Linked DNA regions of Mus musculus: regions 1, 3, 4, 5 and 6 are each linked to region 2. The links are chromatin contacts, called in public HiChIP or PLAC-seq and promoter capture Hi-C maps. All regions are on one chromosome and are shown on one strand. The core of a region is the stretch at or near the end of the contact, and the rest is flanking DNA. Distances in the headings are between cores, read along the strand shown. Region 1 holds the start of Cd8a (CD8 antigen, alpha chain). Region 2 holds the start of Mrpl35 (mitochondrial ribosomal protein L35). Region 3 holds the start of 4933431G14Rik (RIKEN cDNA 4933431G14 gene). Region 4 has its middle 17 kb from the start of Cd8b1. Region 5 overlaps Rmnd5a (required for meiotic nuclear division 5 homolog A). Region 6 overlaps Rmnd5a (required for meiotic nuclear division 5 homolog A).

Region 1 (3,188 bases), core at 590-3,089, 450 kb after region 2:
GTCATGGTTGTGACTCAGCCTTCTTGGGCCCTGGTCTCAGGGCTATGTAAACCCCTCCTTAGTGTGCTTAAGTTATCCTGGCTGTGCTAACTGCTGATTTGGCTGCTCTTGGGGATCCTGGAACAGGGCTCTGTTCTGAAAAGTTCCCAGAGGGTGGAAAGAGCAGTGGGGTGGTATACCTGTCTCCTGCCTTCAAGAAAGAACCCACTACACTGGTCCTATAGGTCAGCTGGAACGCCCTCCCCCTTTTCCCCAACCTAAAAGTAATCTCCCTGAAGGGCTGTCTGGAGCAGGCACAAAGTGCAGACTCCTCCTGGAGCACAAAGCAGTCTCTTGGCGGGGGTGGGGTGGGGGGGTGGGTGGGGGGCTGGATGGGGGGAACTCCCCAGAACTTACTGTGGTAGCAGATGAGAGTGATGATCAAGGACAGCAGAAGGGCCACGCAGATTCCGGCCAAGGGTGCCCAGATGTAAATATCACAGGCGAAGTCCAATCCGGTCCCCTTCACTGACAAGATCCGAATGAATGGAATTTAGAAACCCTCTGGGACAGCCCCCAACCCTGCCCCCAGCACGTCTCCCGGTCCAGGTCTCCCTCCAAGATCAGGATTTTCCACCCCAGGCTATCTGCTTATCTCAATCGCTTGAGAGCACCTAACCTGAGCCACGGGGCCGACAATCTTCTGGTCTCTGGGGCTGAGATGTCCCGGTAGGGTGCACAGGTGAGGGAGTTCGCAGCACTGGCTTGGTAGTAGTAGAGTTCACTGCAAAAGCAATAGGGTGCCTGCGGGTCAAGCTGGAATTGTGGATGCACCAGCCCCTTTCCACTTAGCCTTTACCCAAGAAGGAGCCGTTTCCTAGCTTTTAACTAGAGGAAGAAGGAACCCCTGGATACGTGCTGGGCTACTCCGCTGCTCGCACACGCGGAGCCAAGTGTGATTTGGGGCCAATGTGCCTAGATCAGATCCAGCAGCTAAGCGACTGCGGCCCTCCACCAACCCAAAGCTGGAGTCAATACCAAAATTCTATCCTGGAGCCAACAGGGGCAGGATCACACGTGCATCCAGACTCCAGCCCAGATCCAGGGCGTTTAAAAATCACTTCCAATCCCACCCAGCACCTCAGCCTCAACTTTTTGGTCTGTAAAATGGGGACAGTATAGAAATCACCTCCAAGAGGCCCCAAGAGATTTAAGAAGAGGGAATCTGCGTGAAACTTGTTCAGATGTGACCCCTAAAACCCAGGAGACGGGAACCTCCACTTCCAAACCTTTCTGAAGGACTGGCACGACAGAACTGAAGTACATCACCGAGTTGCTGATGACTGAGCAGAAATAGTAGCCTTCGTTTTCCTTGCTGAACTTGTTCAGGGTGAGAACGTACTTATTATTCGTGTCCCTCATGGCAGAAAACAGTTTCGACGAATTCAGCTTCTCGTCCCACGTTATCTTGTTGTGGGATGAAGCCATATAGACAACGAAGGTGGGCTGGGGGAGTTTGGAGCTGGAGTTCTGGAAGAGCCAAGAGCATCCTTGCGAAACGGACCCCAACACTTCACATACCAGGTCCACCTTCTGACCAAGTTCGGCGTCCATTTTCTTTGGAAAGATTCGGAGTTCGGGTGCCTGTGGCTTAGCTTCTCCACTCCCCAGGATAATCGACTCACCCAGCAGCAGCAGGTTCAGCGACAGAAAGCGGGTCAACGGTGAGGCCATGGTGTGCTCTCCACCAGCAAGCAGCTTAGGTCAAGCTAGGGCTCTAGGGGAGGGGCCCAGGAACAGGGCGGAGGAGGTGCGGTGGGGGAGGCGTGTAGGGTCGGGGAAACTGCTCCTTTAGCCAGCTGCAGACAGAGCTGATTTCCTATGTGAGGATATGATGTCACCCAAAGTCCCCACCAAAGAGTGTCAACCACCTTTTAGGGGCCTGGGAACTCAGAGTGAGAATGCACCCTTGCAGAGCAAGTGGGAGGAATTGAAAACTGAGATTTGGGGAAGAGAAAACACTTGGAAGGGACCCTTAGGAATTGTTCTTCTGCAAGAGTGGCTGAAAGAAGAAGGATAAAGATTAAATCTTAATAAAAAAAATATGAGAGTGACAGGACATGAAGGGAGAGGAGTGCCCACTCTCCCTTTTCTTTTTCTTGTAGATAGGTTCTTGGGTTCCCCAAGCTTGCTTCAGACTCACTTCATGGCAAAGGTTGGCCTTGAATTCTAGACCCTCCTGCCCTTCCACTTCTTTTGCTGGCAGTAGTGTCTTTTTGTGTTTTTGCTTCTTGTCTGGAGGTTGAGTGGAAAGAAAATGTACAGAGATTCCAGCAGAGCAGACCAGACACTAACCAGAAGGGACTTGCACCTCCCATCAAGGGGACTTGCAAGGGGGCAGTTCAATGGGAGCCTTGAGTGGCACTCTTAGCTGCTGACAATATCCTTCCCTGGCCTCCCACCCAGGGAGCAAAGCTCACCTCCCAGTCTCATCCCTTCTTAGAACCATGGCAACAGCCTCCACACCAAATGCTCGCCAACTGGATGATCCAGCTACACACTTTGACCCTCATTCTTATCCAGGGGATCTGACAGCATCACCCCATGGCCTGCACAGCTAGAGGAAAACACCTCTCTGACTTGGTTGGGGACTAGCCCTTGGATAGGTGCTGGCTCCACCCAAGCCACCATCCCTGGCTTTGCCATGTGCCCGCCTGCAGCCACTGCCTCATAGACAGACACTTCCCTGGTTACTTATTTCTACGTTTCTAAGGTCTTGCTGCTCTCTGCCTGGCAAATGCTGGGCCCCTGCCATCTGACTTGGGCCTTTGACTTTCTCTGTTGCTTGTATGCATGTGTGTGTCCTGGGTGAATCTTGGGTGCAGGCATTTACTCTTCTCTGTCCCTGGCACACATAGACTTCATTCTTTCTTGCCCACTGCAGTCCTGAAAGCTGCCAGTCTCAGGGATGTGCTTTCTTCTTGCTTGTATGTGGCTTGTACTTAGTGGGGTTTTCCACTTGGAACCCCATACAGGGTGTGCCTCCCACGTTACTGCTTCATTCTAGTTGGAGACAGGTTGCCTGGCAGTCTCTACCCCACATCTGAGTTCTGCCCAGTGGCACGCTGTTTACCATAACCGCCACAGTGCTGGGTATGGCCACCATGTCCAGTTTACACAAACAAGTGTGTTGTTGATGTTATATTCTT
Region 2 (3,686 bases), core at 642-3,141:
CTCTTTGGATATGGTACCTTATAAGAAAAAAACATTCTGTGGATATAAGAGTCTGTCAATCCTACTACGAAGGAGGCAGAAGCAAAAAGATCTCTAAGTTCAAGGACAGCCTGGTCTACACAGATTGTCTCAGGCTGGCCAGGGCTACAGAGTGAGAACATGTCAACAAAAACCAAACAAACAAAAGCCAGAAGAAGAATTTTTTGTAGCTCAGTTATTGCAGGCATTCTTAGCATGTAGGAGTCATGAGTTCAATTCCCAGTACTAAATATATAGTATTTTTGAGATGAGAATACCACTTTTTATTATCTGGGTAGGTCAAGTATGATTATAAGATTGAAGGAGGATGGGAGGAATAAGACACTGTCTTTGCAAAATACAAAACTAGGGGCTGGAGAGATGGCTCAGCGGTTAAGAGCACTTGCTGCTCTTCCAGAGGTCCTGAGTTCAATTTCCAGAAACCACATGAGGACTTACAATGACACATGGTGACTCACAACCAGAAGGGGATATGATGCCTTCTTCTAGCCTGTGGATGTTTATGCAGCAAAACAATAAATAAATAAATAAATAAATAAATACAAAAGTGTTCATGAGCCAAGGATTTCAGACATTTTCTAGAAACTGGAAAAAAGCAAGAGAAAGGACTTCTCTTCTAGAGCTTCCAGAAGAATCACAGCCTTAGTATAACTTGATTTTTAGTCCTTGGAATTTATCTTAGATTTCTGGCCTACAAAACTCTGATAGTGAATTTATGGCATTTAAGTCACTGAGTTTGTCATAGTTTTTGTAGCAGCAGTAGGAAAAAGACAACTGAGTTTTTTTTTTTCAAGATTTATTTATTATTATATATAAGTACACTGTAATTGTCTTCAGACAGCCCCAGAAGAGGGCATCAGATTTCATTACAGATGATTGTAAGCAACCATGTGGTTGCTGGGATTTGAACTCAGGACCTTCGGAAGAGCAGTCAGTGCTCTTAAAAGTTGAGCCATCTCTCCAGCCCCCTATTTTTCCCAATTTTAAGTTTTAGTATAACAAATACCAGTAGATATAACCATATAAGTTAAAGCTCTTTGAATTTTCAATAATTTTCTGAGGTCTTCAAGCCTCAACCTGCTATGGAGCTGTTACCCTAGGTGTAGCCACCACTACTAGTTCCTCAATAGAGTGTAAGAGTCCTGAAGCCAAAAATTGAACCGCCACTCTCTAAATGAGATTTGTGGGGTGTTTGTTTTTCTTGTTATTTTGGACTTTTCTCTTCCCTTTTCACCTTAATTTTTGCTTTTTTATTTTCGTTTTAAGTGTCTTTACACAATCCATGCTGGCTCAGCAGCAGAGCCTGTAATCCTTGTTATCATATCTATACTGGCAGTAAGGTCACTTGGAGTACAGGAGTCCCAAGTCACCTTCGGGATCTTGGAAGACCTTGTCTCAAAAATGGGGAAGTTGAGTTGGGGTATAGGGGAGGAGTGTAGCTCTCACTTTTAATCCCAGCAGCGGGTCTCTGTGAGTTCGAGGCCAGCTTAGGTCTATAGAGCTAGTTCCAGGTCAACCAGGGCTACATACATAAATCTAAAACAAAACAAAACAAAACAAAACACACAACAACAAACAAACAAACAAAACCCCCAAAACCTGTCTCAAACAAAACAAAAGCAAACAAACAAAAGTTTAGACAGTACCAACTCCTGCAAGTTTTTCTCTAACCCCCATAAGCACGCAGGGTCGTGCGCGAACCCAAACATAAAGGCAAAATAAGTAATTAAGAAGACGGTGGTTTAGGGCAGAAAGGCAAGGTTCAAAGAGCTCAACCTTGGCCACGCCTGTTCCCTTTAGTTCCGCCTCCTCCACGTTTCTTATCCTTTTGCTTTGTAACTTTGAGTCCACTGCGGCCACCGTAGGCAGGCTGCAAGATGGCGGCTTCCATCTTCACGGGCGCCGTGAGAGCTGCCTCAGGTCAGTGTTCTATTGACAGCTTCACTGAGAAGAGGGTCGGCGCGGGAGGGAGTGGGAATTTAGTTTGGATGTTAACGAGGAAAGAAAAACAAGATGACTTGAGGTCGGAGGTTTGCTGCGCGATACCTTGCACAGTGTAGTGCCCATGACCCGCGTTCACTGGATCCACCCTGCCCTAGGAAGCACACCCGAGACTGAGGTAGAGGAGGTGAGGGTGACACCCAAAAGTCCGCTTTTTTAAAAAATCTGATTTAGAGGTTCAACCACCTCTCTCAACTTTGACCTTGAGAGTCATATAATTTCTCTGAGTATTTTGGTTCTCTAGCGGTAAAATGGGGCTTCCTCCTACCTGTGGGTTAAACAAGTGTGTAAAGCATCGAGTATCTGGTCTCCTTGAGAACCGTGTGTAATTACCAGGAGCCTGGTCAAATTCGTTTTGAAGTACACCCCTCTGATGGTAGCGGGGCGGGCTTTAGGAGTGAAGGCAGAACCAGATAGGAAATTAAAAGTACTCAAGTATGATAGGGGTGATCAGTAAGCGACTTGCACACAACTTATACTGTAGAGATAACATTTGTGGAAAAATAGGCAGAGGACCAAGAGGGAAAAAAGTAACCATATAAAATTTCCAGGTATTAGAGCTTAAAAATGGAACTTTTGTGAGTTATGAAATGTGTATATAAAAAGTTTATATTAGGGGACATACGTGTAACTAACACCAGTTCAAGCCAAGCCCCTTTCCACCCCGTGCATTGCCCCGGTCATTATTCCCATAGCCACTTGAGCAACTATACCTTCATCTCTCAAAAGCATATTTTGTCTAGTTTTGAACTTTACATTAATTTATATACAATATGTCTAGTGTAATGTCTGGTTTTTATTTACTCCAGTGTGTGTGTGTGTGAACCCTTTTGATTTCTGACTGCTGTATCTTCTTTTCTTTTTTAAGATTTAAAAATTTTATTTATGTAAGTACACTGTCGCTCTCTTCAGACACACCTGAAGATCCCATTACAGGTGGTTGTGAGCCACTATGTAGTTGCTGGGAATTGAATTCAGGACCTTTGGAAGAGCAGTTGGTGCTTTTAACTGCTAAGCCATCTCTCTAACCCTCTTCCTACTCTTCTTCCTCCTCCTCTACCACCACTACCACCACCATCACAACCTTTAAATTCTTTTTTTTTTTTTTTTTAATGAGACAAGGCCTCATTATGGAGCCCAGTCTGGTCTTAAACTCTCAGTCCTCCTTAGCTTCCACATGCTGAGATTTTAGGTGCTTGGACTCCCAAACCTGCTTTTCTTCAGCACATCTTTATCTGGTGTTAGCATTGTTTCGATGTTTTCTTCAAGCTTAGGCCTCTTAATCATTTTAGTATATTATCTCATGTAATCCTCTCCATAATTAGCTAATTTAAAGTTGAGGAAATGAGCATAGAGAGGTTAAGGAAGTTGTTCCTGTTCACACCACTCGTTAGTAGGAGCTGAAATGAATACTAGTCTGGCTCAAACCTGTCCCTTACTCACCACACTGCCCCATTTGTTTGGTGAGATCAGTAGAGAAGACAGTGGAGTGGTCTAAGTCTTGCATCAGATTAGGTAGATGCAACTTGGTAGAGCTTTTGTTGTTGCTTTGAGGAAAGGTCTCACTATGCAGCCCAGGTTAACCAGGAACATGCTGTATTAATAGTCATGTCGGTCTGGTACTTGGGATTCTCTTGCCCTTGTCT
Region 3 (3,585 bases), core at 303-2,802, 300 kb before region 2:
AAAACAAGGTTTATGAAAGACAGGATTTAAAAACAATGTTTGTTTAATATGGTCTTAACGCTTTATCTCCATGCATTTATATACAAGAACATACCTTGTGGAACAGCCAATCTTTGTGATATAAGAGTCACCTGGGTGGTACTGGTTTTAAAGGCATGAAGTAGCCATGGAGAATAGCTGAGGCTTGGCACTGTGTGGCAGGGCTGGTGCCGTATGACAGCCCCCAGAAACAGCAGCTGCTATGAAATGGAGCCAGCTGGCACCTGGAAGGCAGGCTGGGTATAATGCTGAGGACAGGGCCACAGAGGTGACCCAGGCCCCACTGGGAATCCCAGAGGACGGTGAGTGAATCCCAGGTACTGAGCACTGAGTTGTCGGTACTGTTGGAGCTCGGCTTTGTCTTGTTCAGATTATGGTTTTGCTCTGGGTTTTTCCCCCTCTTCAAATAAAAAAAGGTACTTTGTTATTATTATTATTATTATTTACTGTTATAGGAGCACACAATTGAGAGATTTTAAAGCTTCTTTAAGAGAAAATTTTGGAGTTTTACAGATATTTTAAAATTAGAAAAGTGGATATTTTTAAAAGAACAGCTTTTAAAATATTTAAATGTATAAGGCTATGGGATACTTTAAATTTATAGAATGTTTTATATTATTAATATCTGGCCTTAAAAAATAGATAAGAGGCTAAAAAATTAGGGCCACAGCTATGAGCACCAAACGCTAAACACCAAAACCTTAAGTATTCCTCTCTTTTGGAGCAACAAGACAACGACCTGAAGAATCTGACTAAGAACTGGATGGATGTCTCTCCTTACCTAAGGCCGGCTCAGGCTGGAAGAGGCTGGCTTGGGAATGTATGTCTCCCTTCCTCGTCTTGGCTAACTTCGTTAGGCTTTAGCTATTGTGATAATCTGAGTAATATAAGAAACTAATATTCTATAGTGGTACACTGTAAAAGGCTCAGCAAAGTTCCCAGTATCTATGTGGACTGTGTTTATGAGTTACAGTTTTATTTTGATACCAAAGAGCTTCAGTTCCTTCAGAAATGATTGTTTTTTTTTAATTCAAACTTCACAAAAATAAAGCTGTAAAATCCTAGTCTTATAAAAGCTGCTAAGCCATAGTTAAGACATGCAAGTTAACAGTCACAGAGTAAATGATCAAATTCCATAATGTGTTCAGAACCTCACTTGTAGTCATGCTGAGTGCTAATATCATTAATTATAGAAATAAGCTTTATTTACTTTTTTTTTTGTTTTTTGGTTTTTTGGTTTTTTGAGACAGGTTTCTCTGTATAGCCCTGGCTGTCCTGGAACTCAGAAATCTGCCTGCCTCTGTCTCCCGAGTGCCGGGATTAAAGGCGGCACCCCCTGGCTATTTACTTTTCAAGGTTAAGCCTAAAGCAAGTAACTAAAAGCAAGCAAAGTTTATTACTTTGTATATACTTAATAGATATTGGTCCTTAAGACTTTCTAAAGGTCTGCTGAATTTGGAATTTAGAATGTTTAATGTAAAAGAGCTTACCATGACAGAGACCCCAGCTCCTAGTAGTAGAAGCCAGATGAAGGCTTCTAAACATGACACCTTCATCTGGATTCTGGTAACCTTAACCACTGGGCATAACTGCCTCATGCCTCGTCTGCCATCAAACCCGGCCACTGTTGAGTTGATTGCTGTACTCTTGCCTGGTCAAAGTAAGGTCAGTTGGGAACAGAACTCAAGTCCATTGAAAGAACCACAGGGTAAGGTCAGTCCCCACAAAGTTCCTCACCTGTCCTCCACATAAAATTCTCTCAGATCTTCTGGGCCTGGTGACTGAAGACCAATGCTGGCCTGAGACCTCCACCTCCCCCCAAGCCATCGTAGCCACAGAGCCTAGGGTGATCATCTCGATAATGAGTAAGTCTCTGTCATTTTAATCAGAACATAAGCCATTTGGATACTTTCTGCTACAATGTATCCTTCTCGGATCTCTGCTGGCATTGATGGCTAGGCTAACTGTAGCTCTGTCAGTTTAACGGCAGCAGGCAACGGGCTCCTCCCTGCAAGGCTGCAGCTGCCTAGATAGTTCACATCATATGTAAAAACTAGGCCTTGCTGTTTCTAAAGCTACTAAGTCTCCAGTTGAGAAAGGTAGATGGGGTTTCCTTGCCAACAGGCTTCATATTAAAGGACAAACAGGTTTCTGATGTAGCTATTTACTGTTCTTTTACTCAAAGCACTTGCTTTGCAATGGCTGCTCTCAGCAAAAACCATTTGTGCCTCTAGTAAATGACTAGATGGATAAACGGTTTAAAGTCTATGTAAGTTCTGAGGGTCTAAGATAGTGTTCTAAGGTGCAGAGAGGTCTGAGAACGTGAAGGCTTAAGTTCAGAGGATCTAAGAAAGTGACTTATGGCGTTCGTTGTAAAGGTTTAAGAGAATGATTTAAGGTATATGAAAAATGGGAGTTTCATATTTCTTTACCTCTCTGTTCTTGTTATACTAAGATTTCAAAAGTTCAGAGTTTTAACACTGATCAGTGGAATTCTGACAGATGGTAGAGCACTGATTGTTATTATAGTCACAAGGAAAAGAGTTTAAATTTTATTTGGTTGTCTTCTAAGTATAGACTTAACGGTGCTTCTCACTGGCTAAAATTGTCTCTGTCAAATCTATATGTCCATCCCACTGGACAGAGGAGAAATAAATGTTCATCTTTTTTAACCTGAAGCCATAGCTTTTGCTGATTCAAAGGTGGGATTCTACTCCAGCTGTCTTACAGACACCTGCTTGCTGCTTTTCCCACAATGTAGATCACTACAGATTACACACAGTGACAATGCTTATATATCTAAAACTTTTCTCTCTTTAAGTAGACTAAAAAATCCTGTAAGCTCAGGGAGTCTGAGTCCTAAGACTTGAATCCACCTCCCACAGGTCAAAAGGACTCCAGATAAGAACCACCTAAGTCCCCACACCTATCCCTGAGGACGAGGTCTCTCTCTCTCCTTCTCTCCCTCTCTCCCTGCTTCCCCTATCTCTGTCTTGAGACTCTCTCCTTCCCAATTACCAGGACTATAGGCCTAAAAGTTCCACGTGTAAGATTTTCCTTAAACTTTAACTTCTGTCCCTAGCTTGTATCTGTCTCAGCAGATTTCCACTGAGACAGATTTCAGATGACAGGCACCACCCAGGAATCAGCTGCAGACTACAGACTGATCCAGATGGCTTGGAGCCCTGGACTTGCCGAAAGCTGACATGGACCAAGCCAGCTGATTCGGATTGCTCCCTGTCTCTCCAGCTGGGTCAGCTCACCAGATGCTTCTAATGAATGCTCCATTTCCTGAATCTGAGGACAACATCTTAATTTCAGCATGAAGTAGTTAAAGAGAGTAGAGTATGCTACCCTGTGTCCTCAACAGGCTGTGATGTTAGGTCAAAAGGACCTGGCACAGGGGACAAAACGGCTGCCTATCTTGCCCACTGGCATACCAGGAAAGGTACTTGTTGAAACCAAATAGACTCAGATCTATCAACAGGTAGGTTGACTAGCTGAAATTGGTCTACAATACAATAGGGTACCTGACCTGCTTTAGAC
Region 4 (3,528 bases), core at 644-3,143, 480 kb after region 2:
GCTGTGAACCCGGGGCTCTTTCTCTCTTTCTCTTTGACTAGGTGGTAGATTCGGAGCTGCTTCGCAGCCCACAAAAGCTGGGGAATCTCTTTCTGAAAACAAGCCGCCCACTTCCTATCGGCGCAGAGGGGCTGCTGTGGTTGGGGTTGAGTAAGGAGGAGAGAGAGGGCTGGTATCGGAGCCCCCTCTCCTCCTGCGGGTGGACCTGGGGGCAGCACACCTGCAGCTGCTCTTCTCTGAAGGAGGCCAAGGACAAAAGTGCTGTTTCTAGAACCTTCTACTTGGCATTGTCAATCTAGACCACCGCAGGGCAGAGAGGCAGACACTACCAATATTCCAGAACCCAGCTAACGGGGATTATGTCGTACATCCGTAACCATTTAGGATACAAGCAAAGGGCCTCCTGCGTTGTGGCCTCAGACATACTACAATATTTTTCATGCTACATTTGTGGAAGAATTACTTGTATTTTAGATATTGTAAAAGAAACTTTTTACGCACAGATCCACACAACCAGCTGCTCAAATACTAATTTTACTCATTTCTGCAATGTTCTTTGCTTGGGACTTTATTTTCATTTATTTTGAGATGAGGTCTCAAATTTATTGTGTAGCCAAAGATGACCTTAAACTTCTGATCCTCCTGCTTCTTCTATCTCTTGACTGCTGTGATCACAGGCAAGCACCACCACCCTGGGTTCGTGAGTTTTGTGCATGTCACTTAAGTAAGGGATTTACCATCTGAACCTCCCCACTTACACCCCCCCATTATGGTTTTCAAAGCAGAAATGGAAAGTCTCCAACATTGCTGCCAGGAACAACTGAAAGTAAATTCTTTTTTAAAGTTATTTTTATGTATATGGTCTTTTGTCTACATGAATGTCTGTGAACCACTTGCACACCTGGTGTTTGTGGAAGCCAGAAGAGGGCATTGGATCGCCTGGAACGCTATGGATTGATATGCTGGGAATTGAACCTGGGTCCTCCGGAAGAGCAGCCAGTGTTCTGAACCACTGAGCTATGTTCTTGAAGTAAATTCTTTCTTTTTCAACACAACATTCATATTGAGTCTTGCATCTTACACTGTCCTTCCCTTTCCTGACCCCACGCTTGTTACATCCCCCAGCAGACAGATGGACAGACAGGCAGGCAGGCAGGCAGACCCAAACAAAATAAAACAAAAGTCCAGTTTTTGTTGACTATATATTTACTCAGTGGGGCAGGGTCAGACCCTCAGTGGCTGCCCCCTAGTTGGAGCTGAATGCGTGTCCTCTGGAATCCCTGCTAGAAGACATCCACTGTGGAGGGGACACTCCAGCATCCTCATCTATCGCAGTTTTTAAGAGTTCTCTCTCGGAGTGAACACTTATAGGCCCCTTTATATGCATATATATCATATGCTTGCAGGCCTTGGTAGATTGCTAGGAAAAAATCCGATTTGTAGAACAATGGGCTGATATTTTCTTTTTCTTAAGTATTTTCTTACACACACACACACACGTGCACACACACACACACACACACACACACACACACTTTGAGACAAAGTCTCACATGTGGCCCTAATACATTTCTTAATAGCGGCATAAACTTACTTATAAAGCTGTACCACAATTTATCTACCTAGTTTCTCATCAATGCTACCTTTTTTTTTTTTTTTAACCATGCTGGATGTTGAACCCAGGGTTTTGAAGTTATTTTCTTGTTAAGCCTTTGAGTGTTTCCAATTTTACGCCACCAAGCCGAACCACAAGAATAATTCAATGTGTTTTTGTGTTTGGCAAGTAGCCTATTTAAAGTGAAGGCCAGGCCAGACATGATGTATATACTAAAGACCTTTATGCAGTAGTGACTGTATGCAGTAGTGACTGCTCAGTTCCCTCTTCTGTAAAGTAGTCAGGTGCCAAGTCTAGACCTCCTCACCACAGCCCCCGTCCCTTGGCAGCCAACTTTGATCCAGCTGTGCCATCTGAGCAGCTGCTGGCTTCATAGCACACAGCCAGTCCACTCCTGCCAGTCCAGCCCCCACGGAACTATAAGCAAGAAAATATAATTGCTGAGACAGAAGCAGGGAGATGCTCAAATTTCACAATCTGAGGTGGGACGAGCAACCCTGAGGTGAGGTGTGTTCTTCCTTCCTTCCGCTGTGGACAGGGTATGAGCCTTCAGGGGACAGAGGGTGCATTGCAGCCCAGGTTTCAGCCTTACCATTTACAGAGTGACTAGAGCAAGAGGCCATCTTGATCCTTTGCTATTTTCCCATCAGTCTTGAGATGTGGCCTGTCATTTGCAGAAAGCATTTGCTTCACTGGAGGACCTGCTGCAGCTACGCTGTCTGACTCCTATCCACCTCACCCAGTTCTGCCTCTGTTGCAGCTCAGATGCGGGAACAGGCTGTGATGCCCTTCCTCTGGAGGTATATTTCCTTCTGTGACTGTCAGAGACCTCAGAACACATCCCAGTTTTCCCTCACGCTTCTCTGATCTGACCTTGAAGAGCAGGCAGATGACCATGGCACATTGCTTCTGTGAATGCACAGGCCAGGTGTAATGGTTTTTGCCTTGCTGGTCATAGGCTGCTAGAGCCCAGTGAAGACAAATGGAGGGACATTTTAAAATGTAGGATTCTTCCTCTCCACTCTGACTCCAGCTCAGCAGTTGCAAATTTACGGACAACAACTGTGGTTTTACACTTTTGCTTTGGTACAAGGCTTTCTTCATTCAGGAGTCCTGAGGCTTAACCTTCGGGAACAAGGGCTGGAACAGGAATAGGGAGGGACATGTGGGGATGGGGTGATAGGTTCTTATGTCTCGAATCTGCAAAACCTGCGACCTACCAAAAGTTCCTCTCTGTGATTGTCAGCAGCATATGGTGTGTGCCTGGTCTTTCCCCCTTATCTTATTACAAAAGACAAAAACAAAAGACATTACCCCAATGAGGATGAAAGTTCTTTAAAACAGAGGAGAGGGGGAGGGGGAGGGGGAGGGGAGGGGGGAGGGGGAGGGGGAGAGGAAGAAGGAGAAGAAGAAGAAGAAGAAGAAGGAGGAGGAGGAGGAGGAGGAGGAGGAGGAGGAGGAGGAGGAGAAGAAGAAGAAGAAGAAGAAGAAGAAGAAGAAGAAGAAGAAGAAGAAGAAGAAGAAGAAGAAGAGGAAGAAGAGAAGAAGAAGAAGAAGAAGAAGAAGAAGAAGAAGAAGAAGAAGAAGAAGAAGAAGAAGAAGAAGAAGAAGAAGAAGAAGAAGAAGAAGAAGAAAAGAGGAGTTGGCCAGTGTCAGCTGGTAAGATGCCTCATCAGGTAAAGACACAAGTCTCATGACCTGAGTCTATGCCTGGAATCAAAGAGAAAGGAAAGAACCAACTTCTAGAAGTTGTTCTCTCTCTTTCACACACACACACACCACACATATTAATCTGCATGTGCATACAGATATTTTTTAAATTACCAAGTGTGGGGCTCACACCTTTAATCCCAGTGCCTGGGATCCAGAGGCAGGCAGATTTCTTTAAGTTTGAGGTTAGTCTTATTTATGTA
Region 5 (3,503 bases), core at 352-2,851, 400 kb after region 2:
TATAGGGGACTTTGGGGATAGCATTTGAAATGTAAATGAAGAAAATATCTAATTAAAAATGCCTTAAAAAAGAGAATAATTTTAGTAACTGATTTCTTATCCTTTATTAATGAGGAAACATTTACTTTTGGAAGAATAAATAACCCAATGTTTGCTTGAGTTACTTACTGTTATTTAAAACATTATTCTGGGCCTGGGGGTGGGGTTGCAAGCTCAGCGTCAAATGGCATGTTGAGCATAGGCACAGTTCAAAGTCAACCCAGTATGAAAGCATGCATAGATAGATGCATATAATTATGAATATTCTTATTACTACAGAATTTCTGGTAATGTGCCATTAATGATAGTTGAGGTTTTAGAGATATTGAAAATATACATAATGATGAGGTGGGAGTGTAAAAAACAAAGCAGATAAATTTCAAAGGATAAGAAGATTTCAATTTGTAAATAAGTCCTACTAATCAATAACAAAAGAGATCCATTTTTTAAAACAATACAAATTCTAAACAAAGAAATAAAATAGGTCAGGATTATAAAAGAAGGGTCCTTTTGGTATTAATAAACAATGAAATTATGAAGAAAAAAAGTTTTAACTGTGTTGCCCAAACTGGTTTTCTGCCACTAGGTGGGGCAGCTACATTGGAGAAGCAAAATGCTGATGTTAAAGAATGATACTATCAAAAGTTAAGTAGCTAATATTTTTTTAAATAACTAAGGTAATTATTTGAATTCTATGTCAGTATAACTACTTTCAAGAATAGATAAAAGACAATGCAGCAATTAAATCCCGTGCTTAGCTTACAGCGACGGTTGAGATGAATTGGGTGAAGCTGAATACAGACTGACTTTAAAGTCAGTGTGTGGTGAATGCATCCTTCTGTGGTAGAGAAATGTTATTAAAAAGAGAAAAAAAGGCATTAAGAAGAGTAGATGATTGTCTCCGATTAAGAAGAAAAAGCTAAATTGAGTTCTGAAGAACAAATGTAATTTTTTTTTTATATTGGAAAGTACTTTTTAAGTTAGTGAAAGGGAATTGGTAGCTGACATAAATATATAGGATATAAAGAGAAAATGGTGATTAAAAGGCAAGGAAGGCATTCCCTAAGAATGAAATAAAACATACCAAACTACTCTCCACCCCAAATAACTAAGAGTAATAAAAAAAAAAAAAAATGCAGCCTGCCATGGTGAACCTTATTTAGGTGCAGTAAAGTGTAAAGTAGCTTGACCTTCGTGGTCAGGATGGAAGGTCTTTCTTTTGAAATTGCATGGATATCAGTAGGAGCTGCTATAGTCTCTCTTTCTTGTCTACTTGGGTCATAGTACTTTTCTGAGGATGGACCTTTCCCAATCAGATGTGTGCACTGTGCCCCAGACATTTTCCAGTTTTCCCCCAGGTGTGTATGTGAGGGGGCGGGGTAGTTGTTTATTAGAGCCTTAGGGAAGGGAGTGAGCTGGCTAGTTTTATGTCAGCTTGACCCAAGCTGTGGTCATCTGAGAGGAGGGAACCTCAACTTAGTAAATGCCTCCATAAGATCAAGCAGCAGGCAAGCCTGCTGGGCATTTCTTAATTAATGATTAATGGAGGAGGGAACAGCATATGGTGAGTGGCTGTGCCGGTTGAGCAAGCCGTGCAGAGCAAGCATCAGCTCCTGCCTTCCAGTTCCTACCCTGTTTTGAGTTCCTGTCCTGACTGCCTTTGATGGCACACTATGATGTGAAGATGTAAGCCAAATAAACCCTTTCCTCCCCTAAGTTGCTTTGGTCATGGTGTTCCCTAACAACAATATTAACCCTAGTTAGAACAGGGAATCTGGGAGTGTATGAGGTCGGAAGGTGTCCTAGGAGTGGGGTAGTGGTTCTGGAAGGAATCTGGTCTGAGGTGGGAGACAAAGCACAGGTGCCAAGAGAGGAGGGAGCATCTCTGAAGCATTATCCCCCTGCCCACCACTTTCCTTAAAACCAGCTTGCTTGAGTGAAAAGAACTACTCCCTATAAGAACCCAGCATCCTAACAGCTAGATGATCTGTGGTTCCTTGCTTACTGAACATAAGCACTGGTGTGGAACCACACTGCCTCTGCCCCTCATAGCCTGAACACCATTTTCCGTACAGAAGCTGAGTGGAGTTTTGCCTTCTCTGCCATCTGTTTTATATCTGCTCTAGGTTATAAGCCTTACGTTTTTTTGTTTTTGTTTTTAAAATAAAATTGTTTCAAACTGAATGAAGCTACATTAATTAAATGATAACTGTTTATTAAACTATAGTGCCGACCACAAAAGAAAGCCTAGTAGTCGGGGCTCATAGATTAGGGCCAGAAGATTTCTCTGGACTGGTGTATTCCCACTTCATGTGATCACGAAGGTAGAAGATGGAATACTGGGCTTGGTCCAGCACCTGTGGCACATTAGGCCAAAAAGCACAAAAAGACCTATACATTAAGTTGTGCAAATAAATCTGGGCTGTGACTGGATTCAAGTGGTGTGTGCACGCATTTATTACCACACCCAGTTTAAGTGATTTTGAATTAAGGAATTTGTTGTGGCGTTTTGTGTTTTTGAGACACGGTTTCTCTCTATAGCCTTAGCTATCCTGGAATTCACTCTATAGACCTGGCTAGCCTCAAACTCTGAGCCACCTGCTGGGATTAAAGGTGGGTACCATCACCACTTAGTGAATTTGTTGGTTTTTTATGTGCTTGTTTTGTTTGCATTTTCTAATGGCTCAGCAGAAAAACAAAGTGCAAAGTGAGCAAGACTAGTGACCTGAGTTTGATCCCTAGAACTCGTGGTGAAGGAGAGAACTGGATGTGCCGTGGTGAGAAATTATCCGCCTGTTTTTACAGTCACACCATATACACATAACAACACTGATAAAACTTTAATAAAAATTTGTGCTTCTAGTGGAGATTATCTTACATGTGGCATCAGAATCGGCGGCGGAAAGGACTGACTCACCTTTTGCAGGTTAAATATTTACTTTGGATGAATATTGGTAGAACACTTTGTGCATTGTTTACATCTTCTTGAATAATGGTTTAATTTGAATCCCAGCAACTTCAGTCCTAGGTATGATGTGAAAACTGAGGTTTATGTTAGAGCCAGAGAGCAAATGGGGAAAACTGATACTAAAACCTAGAGCTGAGATTTTAAGGAACCTTCTCAAGTAGAATTCCTTGGGAATTGGTGTCTTTGGAGGATCTGCAGTATGCACAGGAGTCTTTCTCCTTTCCTTGTAAAATGGGAAAGTATGTTTGCCATCTTTGGGAGAATAAGTCACTGGCATTGCTCTGCTCTGTCCTATCCTTGTTCTCTGTCCTTGAGGGAGATAGGGAAGCGACAGACAGGTTGTGGAGCATGTTATCTTTGTAAGTGTGCAGCCTGTGGTGTGGCTTAGTATGTCTTTATGTTTATAAAGTAAAAGCTTAGCAGTTTGAACCTGTCTTTCTCTTAACTTCAAATACCAAAGCAGAGGTGTGAGTATTGTACAGAGGAGGTAATAGGA
Region 6 (3,383 bases), core at 641-3,140, 420 kb after region 2:
TTGACTTGAGTTTTTCTCCTTCCTCTATTTCTATTATTTGTAGATACGGTGTTTTTATAGTGTCTCAGATTTCCTGGATTGTTTTTGGATTTAACATTTCCTTTGACTGCGTGATCCATTGCTTCTGCTTTCTCTTCAAGACCTGAAATTCTCTCTCTTCTGTGTCTTGTTCTGTTGGTGAGGCTTACCTATGAGGCTTTTATTTGACCTCCTAAATTTTTCATTTTCAATTTTGTCTGAGTTTTAGTTTTTTGTTTCTGCTTTCATGTCTTACAGTGTTTTTATTGTTTCATTCCACTCTTTGTGTTTCCATCGTCTTCACTGAGGCATTTCATACCTTCTTTTAACATACTATACTTGGTATTTTGAAGCTCCTATCTTCTGTGTCAGTTAAATTGCATTTCACAGGCCTACTGCAATAGATTTGTTTCTGGAGGAACAATCCAAATGTTTACTGTTTATATTTGTGTTTGGGGACTTGGATCTAGGTATCTGCAGTTAGGATATTTGAGGTGTTTCTTAGTATAGCTATCTGGTCTTGTCTTTTTTGGGGGGGTGGGTATCCCATGCTTTGGTTGGTGTTGCCCTGTCTGGATCCTAGTTAATTGTGCTGGTATATGATTACTGGCTGAGAGTGCTTTTGTGGGTTGGGTCAGCAGGACACAAAGATGGGATAAGAGGAAAGGCCGGGAGATACAGGCTCAGGACCCTGAGTACACACCAAGATTGCTGATAATACCTTTGAATGAACTGTTGGTGGTCTTTTTGTTTCCACAGTGATGTTAGGAAATTGCTAGCTCTTCCACTGAATTTGATTTGTGGTGTTTTCCATTTTTTGAATTTTAAAGACATTTGGATTATACTATTAATAGCTTCCCATTAAGTTTGTACTTGTAGGGCTGAGTATTGTTAGTCATTCCCAAGAGGGGGAAAAAAATAAGAAGAGTGGTGGAAGTCTTCCACAGGAATATTAGAAGGGAAGGGCATTTGTAGTCTTTAACATGCTGAAAATGGGTATAGTGGTGAGGGCTGTGAGCCTTGGCCAGATGCATTTTTACCAGAAATAGTACCCCATCCAAGTGGCAAATTTAGGAGAGAAGAGGGGAGAGCTAACCATGTGAGTAACATCATGTTATTATGTGTGTGTGTGTGTGTGTGTGTGTGTGTGTGTGTGATGGAAATTATATATACAGAGCCTTAAATATCCCAAACCTTTTCATAGTCTGAGCAGGGTAGAATGCTGCTGTTGGTGCTGTGTGAGTGTCAGTGTGGGCTACTACTGATTAGGTCACCAAGTACCATTATTGGGGGTGGGGGGTCTGATTATGAGAATCCCAAAATTCTTATTTAGAGATTGCAGTGGCTAAAGGGTTGTGATATCTACATATCCTTTGGCAACAGCAAAGTGATGCTAATCTGTGCCCTCTCCCTATTAGGAACCTGTAGTATAAAGTAAAAACCAAGGCAGAGTAGCTTTTGTCTCTTTCAATTTGAATTGAACTGTGAGCAAAAAGCTGACCAGCCCTCAGCTGCATGTGTCCCAAGAGACCTGTGAGTGCTCCAACACAAAATCTGAACTTCCTTAAAGCCTGCAGTCCACTCCTGGGCATATACACAAAGAACCCTGTGTTGCAGGGTGATCTGCACCCCAAGTTATCACTGTAGCTAGGAAATAAAACCAACCTAGTCCAGCAGATAAATGGACCATGATAGTATGTTACATATATAATGTGTAACATTATTCCGCTCTAAAGAAAAGTGAAATTATGAAATTTAAAGGGAAATGCATGAACTTAGAATATATATTAAATATGATCAGCCAGTTTCAGAAAACAAAACATACACTATTTCCCATCCTGCTGATTCTTTAGCATGAACTTTAAATATGACACCATCATGTCACAAAGTCAAGAGGGTGAGTGTACTTGGGTGACATATTTACTTCTGCTTTGTATAAAAGCCTTTACTTTTATTTTTAAAAAAAATTATTTCCTTAATGTGCAGCCTAAATGTTAAAGTTGGTTGAGTCATCGGGAGAAGACTGTAATCTCAGGTCTAGGATCTGGAAAAACATTGTTGGGTTTTTTTTGTTTGTTTTGTTTGTTGTTTGTTTTTGTTTCATCCACTCAAATTGTCATTCATTTATTAGTGTTAGGTGACTTGAGCAAGCTAGTGATAGGGACAAGAGTACTGTTGGGAAATTATTAGATAAGGAAGGTGCTATTGGGTACAATGGAGGAAGAGTTACTCGTATTTTATGTCACCTTTACTTTGTTCTCCCTTCCCCATGTGCCAGGGATCAAGGCAGAGGCCTTGTACATGCTGGGCAAGCGCTCCACCACAGAATATATTCCCAGCTCGGCTTGCTCACATTTTATATTCATACCTGGTTCATGTTCAAGTGGTCCTTGGTGAATTGGGTTAGCTGAAAAATGTCCAAATAAAAGTCAATTAAAGGATAGGCTTTATAGTTGAATATCAAAATGAAGCTTTCTTATCACATTTGTAAAATTTGACTTTAACAGCTGATAAAGTTAAAGTTAAAGATGAATTAGTCCCTCCTTGTGCAGCTGCTGCCTGATCACTCATGGCACTTCAGAGTTTCAGAACAGAACATTATTTCCCTGTGTATAGATATAGTGATAGTATAGCTATACAAATCTTTTTGTCATGAGAGCACATAGTGTATGTATGCTTTTTTTTATCTTCTCAAAGTACTGGGACTCAGTGGTGAGCACTTGTCGCACTTCCAGAAGACCTGGGCTTTGTTCCCAGCACTCACATGATAGATCAAAACTATAACCCCAGTGCAAGGGACCCCAGTGCTCTCCTGTGGCCTTTGAGGGTACGCGACATGCACACGTGCATAATACATGGGACAACACACAAACACACATAAAAGTAAATCCTAAAAAAGACTGGGAACCTTGAGAAATATCTATGGTTTCTGGGTTTGTTTCTTTGGTGTATTTTGTTGTTGCAGTGCTGGGGGTTGAACCCAGGACCCTTTTATTTGTGTAAACAACCACCCCATCACTGAGCTGCATCCACAGCCTCAATGTTTGCAGGTTCTTAATGCTAGACAGAGTAGAGATTCCAGGCCTGTGAAGTAGTGAAGCAGGTAAAGGTGCCTGCACCAAGCCTTGCTTGAGTTCATGGCTGTCCTCCAGCTTCCCGGGAAGGTTATGATGTGAGTAAAGAACGGAAGCGTAAGAAATGGAAGCGTGTAATTTAAAAAGTAAGGGGCTCCCTTCAGAATTTTGGCTAATTTACAAATATGCTTGCTTAATAGGAAGAAGGGTGGCTATAAGTGATTTAGGTGTGAATCTCAAGGCTTACACTCCAGAGTGTGGCCCCCTTCAAATCCAAGTGTATTATGTGAC

The links. Promoter capture Hi-C pulls out the DNA fragments that hold promoters and counts their contacts. HiChIP or PLAC-seq counts read pairs in DNA pulled down with a chosen protein or histone mark.
Region 1: a contact with region 2 is called in a promoter capture Hi-C map of hippocampal neurons, with 3 times the contacts expected there. The contact joins the promoter of Cd8a here to the promoter of Mrpl35 in region 2. A contact is called at or near these places in 4 of 39 promoter capture datasets (the HPC-7 cell line, cranial neural crest, hippocampal neurons and 1 more), 1 of 484 Hi-C or Micro-C datasets (stem cell-derived primordial germ cell-like cells) and 4 of 115 datasets of contacts at active chromatin or transcription factors (effector CD8 T cells and embryonic stem cells).
Region 3: a promoter capture Hi-C map of hippocampal neurons shows a contact between it and region 2, with 4 times the contacts expected there. The contact joins the promoter of 4933431G14Rik here to the promoter of Mrpl35 in region 2. A contact is called at or near these places in 5 of 39 promoter capture datasets (hippocampal neurons, liver, neutrophils and 1 more), 1 of 484 Hi-C or Micro-C datasets (the G1E-ER4 cell line), 1 of 115 datasets of contacts at active chromatin or transcription factors (extraembryonic endoderm stem cells) and 3 of 9 other capture datasets (liver, macrophages and pancreatic islet).
Region 4: a contact with region 2 is called in an H3K27ac HiChIP or PLAC-seq map of double positive thymocytes, with 6 times the contacts expected there. The contact joins the enhancer-like site here to the promoter of Mrpl35 in region 2. A contact is called at or near these places in 3 of 39 promoter capture datasets (hippocampal neurons, liver and stem cell-derived epiblast-like cells), 1 of 115 datasets of contacts at active chromatin or transcription factors (double positive thymocytes) and 1 of 9 other capture datasets (macrophages).
Region 5: a contact with region 2 is called in a promoter capture Hi-C map of liver, with 2.8 times the contacts expected there. The contact joins the enhancer-like site here to the promoter of Mrpl35 in region 2. A contact is called at or near these places in 19 of 39 promoter capture datasets (the 3T3-L1 cell line, 3T3-L1-derived adipocytes, the C10 cell line and 13 more), 15 of 484 Hi-C or Micro-C datasets (B cells, the C2C12 cell line, CD4 T cells and 11 more), 10 of 115 datasets of contacts at active chromatin or transcription factors (the 230-238 cell line, the SCID.adh cell line, cardiomyocytes and 5 more) and 4 of 9 other capture datasets (adipose tissue, embryonic stem cells, liver and 1 more).
Region 6: a contact with region 2 is called in an H3K4me3 HiChIP or PLAC-seq map of bone marrow-derived macrophages, with 3 times the contacts expected there. The contact joins the enhancer-like site here to the promoter of Mrpl35 in region 2. A contact is called at or near these places in 10 of 39 promoter capture datasets (the 3T3-L1 cell line, the HPC-7 cell line, HPC-7-derived erythroid cells and 6 more), 3 of 484 Hi-C or Micro-C datasets (B cells, the HPC-5 cell line and stem cell-derived primordial germ cell-like cells), 10 of 115 datasets of contacts at active chromatin or transcription factors (the 230-238 cell line, the SCID.adh cell line, bone marrow-derived macrophages and 4 more) and 2 of 9 other capture datasets (adipose tissue and macrophages).

Annotation. Positions count from the first base shown.
Region 1 is chr6:71,372,078-71,375,265 of GRCm38.p6, reverse strand. It overlaps Cd8a (CD8 antigen, alpha chain), which reads right to left and starts at 1,839. Exons shown (of 5, transcript NM_001081110.2): 1 at 1,269-1,839; 2 at 659-763; 3 at 397-507. The coding sequence starts at 1,713.
Region 2 is chr6:71,821,989-71,825,674 of GRCm38.p6, reverse strand. It overlaps Mrpl35 (mitochondrial ribosomal protein L35), which reads left to right and starts at 1,891. Exons shown (of 4, transcript NM_025430.3): 1 at 1,891-1,959. The coding sequence starts at 1,917.
Region 3 is chr6:72,121,164-72,124,748 of GRCm38.p6, reverse strand. 4933431G14Rik (RIKEN cDNA 4933431G14 gene) reads left to right here and starts at 1,552. Exons shown (of 3, transcript NR_045165.1): 1 at 1,552-1,704; 2 at 1,803-1,904; 3 at 3,122-3,585. All of the region lies in intron 1 of St3gal5 (ST3 beta-galactoside alpha-2,3-sialyltransferase 5), which reads right to left.
Region 4 is chr6:71,338,001-71,341,528 of GRCm38.p6, reverse strand. No RefSeq gene overlaps it. Among named protein-coding and RNA genes, the nearest start is that of Cd8b1, 17 kb to the right of the region's middle. RefSeq lists enhancers at 1-3,481, 3,476-3,528, 3,476-3,528. Within about 2 kb of position 1,893, at least 11 of the 459 cell types and tissues checked have an H3K27ac peak or open chromatin away from gene starts, as enhancers often do. A contact at or near this core is called in double positive thymocytes, where this site is marked.
Region 5 is chr6:71,420,434-71,423,936 of GRCm38.p6, reverse strand. The region is part of intron 2 of Rmnd5a (required for meiotic nuclear division 5 homolog A); the gene reads left to right. Among named protein-coding and RNA genes, the nearest start is that of Rmnd5a, 18 kb to the left of the region's middle. Within about 2 kb of position 1,601, at least 18 of the 459 cell types and tissues checked have an H3K27ac peak or open chromatin away from gene starts, as enhancers often do. A contact at or near this core is called in liver and pancreatic cancer cells, where this site is marked.
Region 6 is chr6:71,399,503-71,402,885 of GRCm38.p6, reverse strand. All of the region lies in intron 4 of Rmnd5a (required for meiotic nuclear division 5 homolog A), which reads left to right. Among named protein-coding and RNA genes, the nearest start is that of Cd8a, 28 kb to the right of the region's middle. Within about 2 kb of position 1,890, at least 8 of the 459 cell types and tissues checked have an H3K27ac peak or open chromatin away from gene starts, as enhancers often do. A contact at or near this core is called in B cells and bone marrow-derived macrophages, where this site is marked.